2 separate regions of the Macaca mulatta genome follow, and region 1 is linked to region 2. The links are chromatin contacts, called in public Hi-C maps. All regions are on one chromosome and are shown on one strand. Each heading gives the region's core, a stretch centred on a gene start, on an enhancer-like site or on the middle of the called end of the contact. The rest is flanking DNA. Distances are from core to core; before and after follow the strand shown.

Region 1 (7,447 bases), core at 860-3,359, 45 kb after region 2:
AGGGCCTGAAGTCTCCAGATAAAAGGCTGCTGCCACTATCACTTACCACCACCTCTGCCATTCTCCACTCTATCATCATCTGCCCCAGTCTCCATTCCAGGACTTCTCTACACTTTGACTTTTTTTTTTTTTGAGACGGAGTCTCGCGCTGTTGCCCAGGCTGGAGTGCAGTGGCATGATCTTGGCTCACTGCAAGCTCCGCCTTCTGGGTTCCCGCCATTCTCCTGCCTCAGCCTCCCGAGTAGCTGGGACTATAGGCGCCTGCCACCACGCCCCGCTAATTTTTTGTATTTTTAATAGAGACGGGTTTTCACCGTGTTAGCCAGGATGGTGTCGATATCCTGACCTCGTGATCCGCCCGCCTAGGCCTCCCAAAGTGCTGGGATTACAGGCGTGAGCCACCGCGCCTGGCCTTTTTTTTTTTTTTTTTTTTTTTTTTTTTTGAGACGGAATCTCACTCTGTCGCCCAGGCTGGAGTTGCCCTGGCGCGATCTGGGCTCACCGCAACCTCCGCTTCCTGGGTTCATGCGATTCTCCTGCCTCAGCCTCCGAGTAGCTGAGATTACAGATGTGCCTTACGCCAGGCAAATTTTTTTTTTTTTTTTTTTTTTTTTTTTTTTTTTTGTAATTTTAGTAGAGGCTGGATTTCACCATGTTGTCCAGGCTGGTCTCCAACTCCTGACCTCAAGTGATCCCCTCCCCACCCCGCGCCGCCTGGGATTACCGTCGTGCGCCACAATGCCCGGCTCTTTTTTTTTTTTTTTTTTTTTTTTTTTTTTTTTTTTTTTGAGAGGGAGTCTTGCTCTGTCGCCAGGCTGGATTGCAGTGGCAGGATCTTGGCTCACTGCAACCTCTCACTCCCTGGTCAAGCAATTCTCCCACCCCAGCATAGCTGAGGTTACAGGCACACTTGACTGTCAGGCCTCTGAGCCCAAGCTAAGCCATCATACCCCCTGTGACTACACGTATACCCAGATGGCCTGAAGTAACTGGAAAATCACAAAAGAAGTGAAAATGGCCTGTTTCTGCCTTAACTGATGACATTACCTTGTGAAATTCCTTCTCCTGGCTCATCCTGGCTCAAAAGCTCCCCCACTGAGCACCTTGTGACCCCCACCCCTGCCCGCCAGAGAACAACCCCCTTTGACGGTAATTTTCCTTTACCTACTCAAATCCTATAAAACGGCCCCACCCCATCTCCCTTCGCTGACTCTCTTTTCGGACTCAGTCCGCCTGCACCCAGGTGATTAAAAAGCTTTATTGGTCCCACGAAGCCTGTTTGGTGGTCTCTTCACACGGACGCAAGTGAAAGTCACCACGCCCAGGTAATTTTTTGTGTTTTTAGTTGAGACAAGATTTCACCATGTTGGCCAGGATGGTCTCGATCTCCTGACCTAGTAATCCGCCCACCTCGGCCTCCCAGAGTCTCAGTCGCCCAGGCTGGAGTGCAATGGCGCGATCTCAGCTCACTGCAACCTCTGCCTCCCAGGTAAGCCATTCTCCTGCCTCAGTCACCCGGGTAGCTCGCATACAGGCGCCCGCCACCATGCCCGGCTAATTTTTGTATTTTTAGTAGAGACGGGGTTTCACCATTTTGTCCAGGCTGTTCTTGAACTCCTGACCTCAAGTGATCCGCCCGCCTCGGCCTCCCAAACTGCTGGGATTACAGGCGTGAGCCACCACGCCCGGCCCACTTTTTTTTTTTTTTTTTTTTTTGAGACGCAGTCTGGAGTCTCCCTCTGTCGCCCAGGCTGGAGTGCAACGGTGTGATCTCGGCTCACTGCAACTTCTGCCTCCCGAGTTCAAGCTATGCTCCTGTCTCAGCCTCCTGAGTAGTTGGGATTACAGGCGCGCGCCACCATGACCTACTAATTTTTGTATTTTTAGTAGAGACAGGGTCTCACCATGTTGGCTCACTTTGATTCTGGCCTGGCCAGCCCGACCTCGCCAAATTCTGTTCGATTCTGCCTAGTTCTGTTGCTCTGGCCTAGTTCAGTTGCTCAGTTGCTAAGGCCTAGAGCTTCATGGTTGCGGAGGAAATGATGTCACGTTCAATAGGCGGGCTAACCAGTTCCTCCCTCCTCCCGATTGGCTGCCAGGAATTTGACTAGATTCGGAGTCTCGCGAACTCCAGGGTTAGTCGTCAGTATCTTTCCCAGTTGTTCCGCCCCCCTCCCCTCTCCGGCTGCCCTCTCCGCGTGGGGCAAGGCTCCGAGGGCAGTATTCAGTAACCATTTAGCTTTGGAAGGAGAGGTGATTCCCGTGGCCCGGCTCCTCCTGCCACCATGCTAGCCACTTTGGCCGCGGAGGTACTTATTGACCCGACCGGGTGTCCGTAGTTGGCGCGGCTACCTTAACCGCAGGGAATTGTGGAATATATAGTTCTAAGTTATATATGGGTGGAACGGGGAAGCTCGAGCAGATTTTTGGAGGAAAGTAATATTGGGGACTTTGAGGACTGGGGGCCTGGGTCTCAGAAGAATAGGAAAGAACGAGAAAGGAGTCTAAATAAGAACCCTGCTATTAGCATTGTTTGGTTTTCTTTACAGGTGCTGACCTGAACCTGATTCATCCCTTTCTGACCAAAACTGTTCACTCATGGTGGAAGGGACCAAGCATTCAAATGGAGACGCCAGCAGTCAGTACAACTGGAGAAAAGGACACCTCTCAGCCGCAACAACAGTGGGAAAAGAACTTTCGGGAGAACTTTGATTCAGTTACTCAGATTAGGCAGCAGCCCCGAGACCCTCCTACCGAAACACTTGAGCTGGGAGTAAGCCCAGATCCAGCCAGCCAAATTCTAGAGAATACTCAAGGAACTGAAAAACTGGTTGCTGAACTTGAAGGAGACTCTCATAAGTCTCATGGATCAACCAGTCAGATGTCAGAGGCCCTTCAAGCTTCTGATCTCTGGTACTGTCCCGACGGGAGCTTTGTCAAGAAGATCATAATCCGTGGCCATGGCTTGGACAAACCCAAACTAGGCTCCTGCTGCCGGGTACTGGCTTTGGGGTTTCCTTTCGGATCAGGGCCGCCAGAGGGCTGGACAGAGCTAACAATGGGCGTAGGGCCATGGAGAGAGGAAACTTGGGGGGAGCTCATAGAGAAATGCTTGGAGTCCATGTGTCAAGGTGAAGAAGCAGAGCTTCAGCTGCCTGGGCACTCTGGACCTCCTGTCAGGCTCACACTGGCGTCCTTCACTCAAGGCCGGGACTCCTGGGAGCTGGAGACTAGCGAGAAGGAAGCGCTGGCCAGGGAAGAACGTGCAAGGGGCACAGAACTATTTCGAGCTGGGAACGCTGAAGGAGCTGCCCGATGCTATGGACGGGCTCTTCGGCTGCTGCTGACTTTACCCCCACCTGGCCCTCCAGAACGAACTGTCCTTCATGCCAATCTGGCTGCCTGTCAGTTGTTGCTAGGGCAGCCTCAGTTGGCAGCCCAGAGCTGTGACCGGGTGTTGGAGCGAGAGCCTGGCCATTTAAAGGCCTTATACCGAAGGGGGGTTGCCCAGGCTGCCCTTGGGAACCTGGAAAAAGCAACTGCTGACCTCAAGAAGGTGCTGGCGATAGATCCCAAAAACCGGGCAGCCCAAGAGGAACTGGGGAAGGTGGTCATTCAGGGGAAGAAGCAGGATGCTGGGCTGGCTCAGGGTCTGCGCAAGATGTTTGGCTGATTAAAAGTTAAACCTTAAAAGAGACAGGAACTTGTGAATTGTCGTCTGTGCTGTGAGATTTGGGGTTAGGGGGCCAGAGGGAAGGTTTCAGCCCATATCCCATTCTCAGCTTTTGGCTTCCTAGAGGAGGTAGCAGTGGTCCCACTGCGCCCCTTTTGAGGGACTTAGCTATCTCCGAAGACACACAAAAGCTGTCTAAACTAAACTTAGTGGCTGGGGGAGATGGTGGACCTTAATACTGGGTACTACATCTCCCAGGCTCTTTATCACTGGAGCCTGTTTGGCGCATGCGCTTGGCGGTCTGGCACTGTCTGGAAGTTACTTCCTGCTGCAGTGCTCCCATTGGGCCCGCCTACACAGCCATCCGCGTCTGTTGATTCACGTGCTCAGCATCCAGGTCTCTTACTGGTCGGTAGGGCTTCCGGGACGCCCCCTTTTTTAAAAGAGTCAACTGATTAGTTGGTAATGGGGAGAGGCGGGCCTTGGGAGCCGTCTCATGGTTGGGGGGTGGGGGGGAAAGATGGCGGAGCTGATGCTCCTCAGCGAGATTGCCGACCCGACGCGTTTCTTCGCCGACAACCTGCTGAGCCCGGAGGACTGGGGTCTGCAGAGTGAGGCCCCGGGGAGGGGAGGGGGCTATGGCAAACTGTGTCCCTGAGGCACGCGGGAAAGAAGCAGAGGCCTAAAGAGGAAGTCTGGGCAAATACGGAATCCGCCATCTGAAGGAGGGCGGAACAGGGGGATCGTTGTGCATTAAGGGGATACAAAAGTCGGGGAAGAACTGCTCCCTGCTGGAACGTCGAGTTGTTCCGGGGTCGGAGAAGGAGGGGCTGAAGTCCTCTGGTTGTATCACTTTTCAAGTGGGCGGGCGGTGGGTCTGGCCGAGCGGAGCCAATGAGGGATGGGGCGGGGGCTTGTGTGCGATCGGTAGGCTGGGCCCACTAAACGACCCCCCTGACACTCGGTATTCTTTGCAGACAGCACCTTGTATTCTGGCCTAGATGAAGTGGCCGAGGAGCAGACGCAGCTCTTCCGTTGCCCCGAGCAGGATGTCCCGGTATTGTGTCCCCAGCCTTTCTCTAACCCTTAGTGGGTGGAAAGTGAGCCCAGAACCTGGACTCATTCACAGGCCAGAGCTCATCTGGAGTCACCCCTACTTTCTCACCCTTTCTCACACTCCTGTCCTCTTATATCCTCCGTTATTTAGTTTGACGGCAGCTCCCTGGACGTGGGGATGGATGTCAGCCCCCCTGAGCCCCCATGGGAACTCCTGCCGATCTTGCCAGGTAAGGTAGACTTTGTGGTTCCCTCAGCTTTCCAGAAACCCTCATTTCCCACTGTTTCCCAGAAACTACGTAGCTTCCTATATTCTCACACCTCTACGTAAGTGCCTATCCTCTCTCCTTCAATCCCCAATTTTTGTTTCTTCTCCCTCGCTGTGGTGCGGGAATCCCCACAGACATGTCCTTGGGTACTTTTTGGACTCTTCTCAAACTCTGCTTCCTGATAATTTCTAACTCCCTTTCCTCCAGATCTTCAGGTGAAGTCTGAGCCGTCTTCCCCCTGCTCTTCCTCCTCCCGCAGCTCCGAGTCATCACATCTCTCCACAGAGCCCTCCAGCGAGGTGAGAGCCATATCCCACCTACTCTCTGTGGCAGGGACTCTATTTCATTCCCTTCACCCGTGGGTGACAAAGAAGTGATTTAAATGATTTGTGTACTGTGAGTCATGAGGTGTGTGAGGTGTGGGGGGCCTTCTCCACTAACTTTGCCATTTCCTTAATATCCTCATTTTCCACATCCCTTTTGGTTATCTAGCAGTGAAGATGTTTTTTGTCTTTTCTTTTTTTTTTTGAGATAGGGCCTCCCTCTGTCACCCAAACTACAGTGTAGTGACATGGTCACGGCTTACTGTAGCCTTGACCTCCTGAGCTCAGATGATCCTCCTGCCTCAGCCTCTTGAGTAGCTGGGACCATAGACACATGCCACCATGCCTGGCTAATTTTTTTTATTATTGTTTGTAAAAATGGGGTCTTCCTATGTTGCCCAGAGTGGTCTTAAACTCCTAGGCTCAAGTGATCCTCCCACCTTGGCATCCCAAAGTGCTTGGATTACAGGTATAAGCCACCACGCCTGATCTGGGGTCTTTTTAATATAAAGAGTTATGTGGGGCTGGGAAGAAGAGAGTTATTAACTGCTGAGAATTCTGGAACTGTTCTTGCCCAAGTTGTCCACTCTAAGGCCATATTTGAAATCATGAGACTTCATCAATTCTCCCAGAAATAAAGTAGAAAGAATGAACAGGATAGAAAGATGCTCAGTACCATTCAGACCAGAATGTCAAATAATTGATGGCTTGTAAGCCCTAAACTTCTAAAGCTTTTTGTTCTTGCTCTTACTGTCAACATCTCCCGTGTTTTTTGCCCTTCTTTCTGCCTCCTGCCCCACACCAACTCTCACCCAGGCTCTTGGGGTAGGGGAGGTGCTCCATGTGAAGACAGAGTCCTTGGCACCCCCACTGTGTCTCCTGGGAGATGACCCAACATCCTCATTTGAAACTGTCCAGATCAACGTAGTCCCCACTTCTGATGATTGCTCAGGTAATAACAGCCTGGCCCAAATCCTCGGCTTTACTACAGGAGAATGTGTTGTGTGTGTGTGTGTGTGTATGTGTGTGTGTGTGTGTGTGTGTGTGTGTAGATAGAGGGGAAGTGCAGGCAGCAGGACAGGGAGAAAAAGGTCGGGAGGGGAAATGGCAGAAAACCAGGAGGGAAGGCAGGAAGGAAAGGAAACATTTCAGGGAACCGCAGCAAGGGCAGTGCTGAGGAGATGGAGATCATTTTTCTCTCTTTTTCTTGTTCTAGTATTCTGTCATGCCATTCAACTTGCTTTTTAAAAAACGTGAGCAGTTTAGGGCATATCTATCTGTGTGATTCCCCTCCACCCAACATTTTATTATAAACATTTTTGTTGTTGTTGAGACAGGGTCTCACACTGTCGCCTAGGCTAAAGTACAGTGGCGTGATCTAGGCTCACTGCAACCTCCACCTCCCAGGTTCAAGTGATTCTCCTGTCTCAGCCTCCCAAGTACCTGGGATTATAGGCGCCCGCTAATTTTTTGTATTTTTAGTAGAGATGGGGTTTCACCATGTTGGCCAGGCTGGTCTTGAACTCCTGAACTCACGATTCGCCCACCTCAGCCTCCCAAAGTTCTGGCATTACAGGCATGAGCCATCGCGCCCAGCCCATAAACATTTTTAAACATACAGAAAGGCTAGAACACCATATACTAAACTAGATTCTACAATTAACATTATTTGTTCTGTTTTTAAAGTGTTCTCAAGTTTATTTACTCATAGCTGTTTCTTTAGTAAATGTTTATTGATGTGATCATATCTGAGGTATAATCATTTTAAAAAAGAAATATTTATTAAGTACCTACTCCATGCCAGATACTGAGCAGAGTCCTGGGCATGCAAAGATGAACAAGACCTGACCACCATGCTGACTTTCAAACCCTGTGATTTAGTAATGGGAGAAAGACAAGTACCAGTCAATATAGGTGTGGTCATTCTAGGATAGAAATCAGTAGAGGTGGGGCCGGCGCAGTAGCTCACGCCTGTGATCCCAGCACTTTGGGAGGCCGAGGCGGGCGGATCGTGAGGTCAGGAGATCGAGACTATCCTGGCTAACACGGTGAAACCCCATCTCTACTAAAAATACAAAAAATTAGCCGGGTGTGGTGGTGGACACCTGTAGTCCCAGCTACTCGGG
Region 2 (7,088 bases), core at 2,777-5,276:
GGGTGCAGGATAGCACAGGCTCTAATTTCCTGCCCCATTCTGGCCTTACCCCCAAGAACCAGCCCACCTCTCCCTCCGTGCACCCACACCCAAACCTCCCCTGCCCCACCCAAATTCTGCCAAGAGAGCAGCCAAGCCTCTCCCTTCTTCCCTCTGAACTAAAAAAAGGGAAAGACGGCTGGGCACAGTGGCTCACGCCTGTAATCCCAACACTTTGGGAGGCTGAGGCCGGTGGATCACCTGAGGTTGGGAGTTCGAGACCAGTCTGACCAACATGGAGAAACCCCATTTCTACTAAAAATACAAAATTAGCCAGTTGTGGTGGCACGCGCCTGTAATCCCAGCTACTCGGGAGGCTGAGACAGGAAAATCACTTGAACCCGGGAGGCGTTAAGTTGCGGTGAGCCAAGATCCTGCCATTGCATGCCAGCCTGGGCAACAAGAGCGAAACTCCATCTCAAAAAAAAAAAAAAGAAAGGGAAAGACTCCACTGGAGCTCCCACTAAATAACCCTCTCTCAACCCGAAGTCTTCCTTTCTGACTGGATCCAACTTTGTCTTCCAGAACCAGGCGAGGAGGGGCCAACTGCAGGTGAGGGGTTCGATAAAGTCAGGGAAGCAGAAGATAGCCCCCAACACATGTGACTGCGGGGATGGTCAACAAGAAAGGAATGGTGGCCGGGCGCGGTGGCTCAAGCCTGTAATCCCAGCACTTTGGGAGGCCGAGATGGGTGGATCACGAGGTCAGGAGATCGAGACCATCCTGGCTAACACAGTGAAACCCCATCTCTACCAAAAAAAAATACAAAAAACTAGCTGGGCGACGTGGCGGGCGCCTGTAGTCCCAGCTACTCGGGAGGCTGAGGCAGGAGAATGGTGTAAACCCGGGAGGCGGAGCTTGCAGTGAGCTGAGATCCGGCCACTGCACTCCAGCCTGGGCAACAGAGCCAGACTCCATCTCAAAAAAAAAAAAAAAAAAAAAGAAAGGAATGGTGAGTGGTGGGGGCTGTGCTCTCAATTTTCCCTGTCTCCCTACAGGCTCTGTGGGAGGATCAGGGCCAGGAACTCTAGCCCTGGCCCTGGGGATCCTGGGAGGCCTGGGGACAGCCGCTCTGCTCATTGGGGTCATCTTGTGGCAAAGGCGGCGACGCCAAGGAGAGGAGAGGTGAGTGGAGAAAGCCAGACTCCTCAGACCTAGGGCTTCCAGGCAGCAAGTGAAGAGGGGTGGGGGGTGGAACGACAACGTGCAGCATTCTCCACAATCTTCCTCCTCAGGAAGGCCTCAGAAAACCAGGAGGAAGAGGAGGAGCGTGCAGAGCTGAATCAGTCGGAGGAACCTGAGGCAGGCGAGAGTGGTACTGGAGGGCCTTGAGGGGCCCACAGAGAGATCCCATCCACCAGCTCCCTTTTCTTTTTCCCTTAAACTGTTCTGGCCCCAGACCAACTCTCTCCTGTATAACCCCACCTTGCCAAACTTTCTTCTACAACCAGAGCCCCCCACAATGATGAGTAAACACCTGACACATCTTGCTCTCGTGTGTCTGTGTATATGTGTGTGAGACACAACCTCACCCCTACACCCTTGAGGGCCCTGAAGGAAAGGGACTCACCCCCACACTTCCCCCACACTGCACCAAACATCTACTCAAGTTGGGGAGAAGATGCTTCTGTCAAGAGAGGGAGGGAGGAAGGTGGGGGGCAAACTTGGGAAGAGATCCCATCAACACATTTCACCTTTTTTATTGAATTTGTATTAAAGGAGGTAGTAAGGGGGAGGAAGCACTTAAGAATCAGAACCCATATTAGACTCTGGGGAGTGAAAAATTAAATTAAATCAATAAGATGGGAGTGGGGGAAGAGTCAGAGGGAGCTTTGCCCCCCTTTCAAGATCAAATCAAGAAATCAGGGAAAGCAAAGACTTAGAAGAGAAGAAAGACATTCTCTCAATCCATCCTCCTTCCCCAGGGCAGAGAATTATAATGTTACTGAGTGAGCTTCTGAGCAGAAGGCTCTCCCATCTATGCACAGACTTCACTCCTCCTCCCCAAGCTTTCCTGGAGAATGTCCAGGGCTGGCCTTAGCCAACAGAAATAGAGAGGTCAAGGGGATCCATGAGTAAGGAAGGGTCAGCAGGGACCCCCAATACTGATTCTCCTCTGGCTGGAGGTGGGCAGGAAGGAGACATAGCTCAAATACTGAGCAGCCAAAAAAAGAAGAAGATGGCGAGAAACAGGAAGAGGGAATCCTGCCAGCTGGAGGCCGGGTGACCCTGTCCCAGATCCACACCTGTGGGAGAGAGGAAAGCTGTGGAAGCGTATGCTTCTAGGCTGGGAGGGGGCCTGAGGGGATTCACAGGGCTCCCTGATGGGAGCTGAATGTGACTCTTACCTGTACCCCGGCGGAAAGGCTCATGGGCATTGAAGACGGTGGTGAAAAAGCCAAAGGGAAAAGCACCAACACCAAATGAGAAGTGGAAGCCCCCAGTATCACCAAATGGCTGGAATGCCTAGGGAGGTAGAAAAAGTCAGATGGGAAGCCGGAAAACCTGTCAAGGAAGGGACACAACTGGACAGGAAGACTCACCCCTCTGCTCTCTGGAGCTGGTCTCTGGCCCTGGGGGCGGGGTGGAGTTTTTAATCTGAGGAAGAGGAGAGAGAAAGTTAACAGAGAATTTTCTCCTGTCATCTTCCACACCGTTTTCCAAGGGCAGAAGCCTTCAATCTTCCCTGAGCAACACCTCCAGTCTCTCACCTGGGATCCTGGGGCTTTTGGCTCCCTCGCCCATAAAGCGGGACAACCTTCTCTCTGCTGATCCCAGCTTTACATACTGGACACTCTTGCCGCTCTGGCCTTGTCTCCAGCCACTGGGGAGAAAAAAAGTGGTTTCCAGTATACAAGAGGGTCTTCCAGCTCCTCAGACCTCCCCATTTCCCTCTTCATCTCCCGAGTACGCACCTGATGAAGACATGGCCAACTGGATGGGGGAGGAAAAAAAAAGTCAAACTAGCTACAGAAAAGAGAGACACAGACCCCCAGACTTCACAGAATCCCATCTCACTCCTCTTTCCAGGCAACCTGCTGTTGCTTTTCAGATTTTCTGCAACCTCTACCATGCCAGCCAACTTGGCCTTCCTGCTTGTCTGATCTTCCAACATCTAAAGCTCTGTCCATCCTCAACACACTCAACCCTCTCCTTTCTCCTCTCCCCAACAAACACGTACAAATTTTCGTGCCCTCTCTTTTCTGCCTTTCAAGTTAATTTCTAATTCCCTTTAGCCACCTCTTTCCGGGTTTCCGCTTTTCAACCCCAACCCCATCACTCCAAACCAAACCCCTTTACTAGCACATTCTCCCATTACTCCTTTTCCTCACTTTCAAGCTCAATAATGTCCCTGTCTTTACGACCCTTTAACCTTTCAAGTCTGCCTCTCCACAGTGCCTTCGTACCAGCCCCCTCCCAGATCTCATCTGAATGTGATCCATATTTCCTGGTTCTCCCCGACTCAACTGATGCGTGCCTCCCCTTAACCTCTGTGTCTCATCTGTTTCCACCTGCACAGCTAAGACCCGTCGCTTCTCTGGGGTAAGGTGGCTCGGGTCTCACATTGTCCCGCCACTCCCCGCCCCACCTCCTCTTCTCAGCACATCACATGCCCCCGCTCCTGGTTCCTAAGACCTTTCTTTCCACAGATCTCGACCGTAGAGACATTATACTCCCACCCACACATACCAGCAAAGTCGTATGTCTCCTGTCGGGCCTCACCTATGGGAACGTGCCCTCCGATTATCTGTATGACTGTATGATTATTCGCTCCTAGCCTCCCCAGTATATAAGCGAGACCCACCGCCTTCCGCCCCTCTCCTCGATTCTCACCAGTACAGGTGGCCACACACACTGACCACAGCTTCCCGAGCAGTCTCCAAACATATATTACATTCGAAGGTCGCGCCCGCCCCGCCCCGCTCGCGATTTGGCCCTTCGGGGCCCCCGTCCTCCTCCTCCGCTGCTGCCATGGCCGGTTTTGTTTCGCCCCACGTACCCTTCAGTCCCCCCAAATACACATACACACGCCCCAACAAACCAGAAACCACCTCCTGCCCAGGATCGTTGGGCAGGCGTGAAGGTTTCCTAATCACTATTGGTCTGAATGCCTGCCAATCACAAAGAATTCAAAAGAAAGGATTGGCCCAAAGAGTAGGGGCGGGAAAAGGTTCGTGTGGTCCTGCCTTCGCACAATGGCTATTGGCTGATACGGCCTAAGTCAATGTGCAATGCCAAGGGATTGGTAATAACTCGCTACACCCTGTCGCCTGGCCGCGGAGGGCTTTATTCGTCTGAGTAGTTGTCAGTCATAACCAAAGCCAGAAGCAATTTGCTCGGGACTACCTATAGACCTCGCCCACTATAAGCCCCTTTCTTTCCTTCGCTTCCTCTTTCTGAGAATGTCCGGATTGCTATTGGACTTTGGAGCGTATGGTTCCAAAGCAACTCATTGGCTAGAACTTGACGGAAAATGGTGGTTAGGTAAAACGCGCCTGCGCAGCACGCGGCGGGACGGGGGTGGGCCAATCGCGTGAGGGTTGAACCTTATCTTGTTCCACCTCTTCACCCCTATCTTGTCGCTATGGTGACTGCTCTACAATTGGCGAGGCTTGCAGTTCAAAGTCCTCGGCTCGCTTCATCCGGGTCCTTCAGCTGTGGACTTTCTGCTGATTGGGCCTTTTCCTTTTCCCCTGATTGGCCGACATCGGGAAAGACGGCGAAGAGCTAGGGAAAGAGGGAAAACACTAGGGTCGCAGGGTTCAAAATGGCTCCAACCTCCTGTGGTGACGTAGAGAGCAGAACTTGGGTCTGCCCCTCGCTTTTAGTTAAGGGAGCAGAACTGGGATTAGCCCGACGTTTGGATAGTACGAACATCGATCTGCGGAGCTGGTGTTAACTCATTCGGCTGGACGACTCAGCCCTCCCCACTTTAGGTGATTTACAGAGCAAAACTGAACTAAAGGCCCACTCCTTTCTTAATGTTGTACACAGAGTAGAACAGGATTGACTTAAACTCCGTTTTAAACCTTCAGAGCAGAAAAGCTCTGGGCTCACCCTCTTTGTGACTGGTGCAGAAGAGGCACGGCCCGCCCCTTTTAAGGAGACCCACGGGGGGTCTCCTTAAGACCCGCCCTTTCCTCCTTATAATTTGCCCATCAGAAATAGGGTCTTCCTCCAGGGTTGGACCCCGGAGAGTTTGGGCCTTTCCTACAATCATTGACCCTCACTGTGTCCAAAGGAGCAGAACTAGGTAACAGTCTTCCCACTACCAATCCTCTTCCCGAGGGCATGTAAACTCATGCAGGGTAAAGGTGTGGCTAGAGGCGGGACCTTGATAAAAGATCCCATGTGACTCAAAAGTAAGGAAAGATGAGAAGTTAGCAGTTGCGTAAAGAAGGACTGGGGCAGATGAGGATTCAGGAAACTGGAGGTTTAAGATATTGAGAGGGAAAGGTGGAAATGAAGGAGAGTGAAGTGATGGAATGATCCTAGTAAAGTGATAATGGGAGTGGAGGAAGAGAAGAGGGGGTGGAAAACTAGATACATGGCTACCAAATTAAGGAGGCATCCTCATCCAGAGGAATCGGCATTCTTCCTCACTTTGTCTTTTTCTAGAAAGCACTCCTGACGCCCAATTTCCATTGGAAGAAAAGATGTACCCATATTGTATGTTGTGAGAAGGGGTTGTCTCAGCTTGGGGAAGTAAGGAGACTGATAGGAAGGAAGTAGGAAAGAAAAAGTACAGAAGGAAAAGAGCATGGAAAAGGAAAGGTTCAGGGATGAGGCCAAAGAGATCTCTTTAAAGGTCAGAGAAGGCAGGTGGAGGGGGGAGCTGGACAGCTGGGAGATAGTGAGGGACAAAGGGCAAAGGAAACCAGACCAGAGGACTGGAGAGTGAGATGGGGTGAGATGGAGTCCTGGAGAGAAAAATAAGAGAGGTGAACTTAATGCTTGTCATATGGTAGGTAGGTGTTTGATAAATGCTTAGAATTGAAAGGGGAACGGGAAGAGGGGTCCTTAAGAATAGTTGCGGGGAATAAGCAGCAGATAACCGGAGTTGAGAAAAAAAGAGACCAAGTAAAAGTGGCAGTTAAAAGAGAGCTGATGGAGAATAAAGGAAGGAATGTGCCGAAGGAGAAATATAGCACCAGGGGATCCAGAACTCAAAGGGAGTTAGAGAATAAAAAGATGCAGCTGGAGCCAGAGATGGGAGCAAAGGCAGAGGGAGGGCCCGCCTGAGCCCTCCTGGGGCGGGGCTCCCAAGAGTACACTGGTAGACGTGGGGAGGAGATGCCTGAGTTTCTGGGAGACGATTGGCAAAACAGGCTGCCCATCACCGCCCTCCACTTCCTGGCCGGCCCCGGAAACCAGCAGGCGTTGGGGAGGGGTAGGGGGGGAATAGCGGCAGCAGAAGCCCCAGCCCTCAGAAAGACAGCAGAAAGGGAGGGAGGGAGGGAGGGTGCTGGGGGGACAACCCCCCACCATTCCTACCGCTATGGGCCCAACCTCCCACTCCCACCTCCCCTCCATCGGCCGGGGCTAGGACACCCCCAAATCCCGTCGCCCCCTTGGCACCGACACCCCGACAGAGGCAGAGACACAGCCATCCGCCACCACCGCTGCCGCAGCCTGGCTGGGGAGGGGGCCAGCCCCCCAGGCCCCCCACCCCACTGAGGTGTGGGCGGGAAAGGGATGGGAGGAGGAGGGAAGAGGGTGCTGAAAGCGACTAGGATGAGGGGAAGGGGAGAGATTGGGTCTGGGAGGGCCGACTGGGGGAGATGGTTGCTGGGGAAAGGAGAGGGGCTGACTGGGAAGAGGGTTGCTGGGGATAGGAGAGGGGACCTGAGAGGGAGGAAGGATGGAAGAGACACGGGAGGGGGAGAAATGGAAACCCTTGTGAATTTGGGACTGGGAGTGTGCACAGGGAATCCTGGAGAGGGAATTCCCTACACCTTCCCCAATTCCTTTTCTTGCCCTTTGACCCCACATGACTCTTGCGGGGGTCATGAGGGGAGGCGGCCAGCAGAATTTGCCTCTTAGGAATA

The links. A called contact is a pair of places that touch in the nucleus more often than the background predicts.
Region 1: a Hi-C map of fetal cortex germinal zone shows a contact between it and region 2, with 2.1 times the contacts expected there. The contact joins the promoter of FKBPL here to the promoter of RNF5 in region 2. A contact is called at or near these places in 4 of 14 Hi-C or Micro-C datasets (CD4 T cells, blood, cortical neurons and 1 more).

The regions. Positions count from the first base shown.
Region 1 is chr4:150,186,410-150,193,856 of T2T-MMU8v2.0, forward strand. It overlaps FKBPL (FKBP prolyl isomerase like), which reads left to right and starts at 2,110. Exons shown (of 2, transcript NM_001194632.2): 1 at 2,110-2,309; 2 at 2,550-3,748. The coding sequence starts at 2,624. The coding sequence ends at 3,673. ATF6B (activating transcription factor 6 beta) reads left to right here and starts at 4,107. Exons shown (of 18, transcript XM_078000383.1): 1 at 4,107-4,284; 2 at 4,651-4,730; 3 at 4,881-4,959; 4 at 5,206-5,297; 5 at 6,138-6,273. The coding sequence starts at 4,170.
Region 2 is chr4:150,139,508-150,146,595 of T2T-MMU8v2.0, forward strand. It overlaps RNF5 (ring finger protein 5), which reads right to left and starts at 4,027. Exons shown (of 6, transcript NM_001205116.1): 1 at 3,874-4,027; 2 at 2,955-2,973; 3 at 2,751-2,863; 4 at 2,583-2,637; 5 at 2,388-2,505; 6 at 1,796-2,285. The coding sequence starts at 4,013. The coding sequence ends at 2,188. AGPAT1 (1-acylglycerol-3-phosphate O-acyltransferase 1) reads left to right here and starts at 5,187. Exons shown (of 8, transcript NM_001194646.1): 1 at 5,187-5,293; 2 at 6,633-6,718. AGER (advanced glycosylation end-product specific receptor) reads left to right here. Exons shown (of 11, transcript NM_001205117.1): 9 at 565-591; 10 at 1,038-1,164; 11 at 1,275-1,490. The coding sequence ends at 1,371.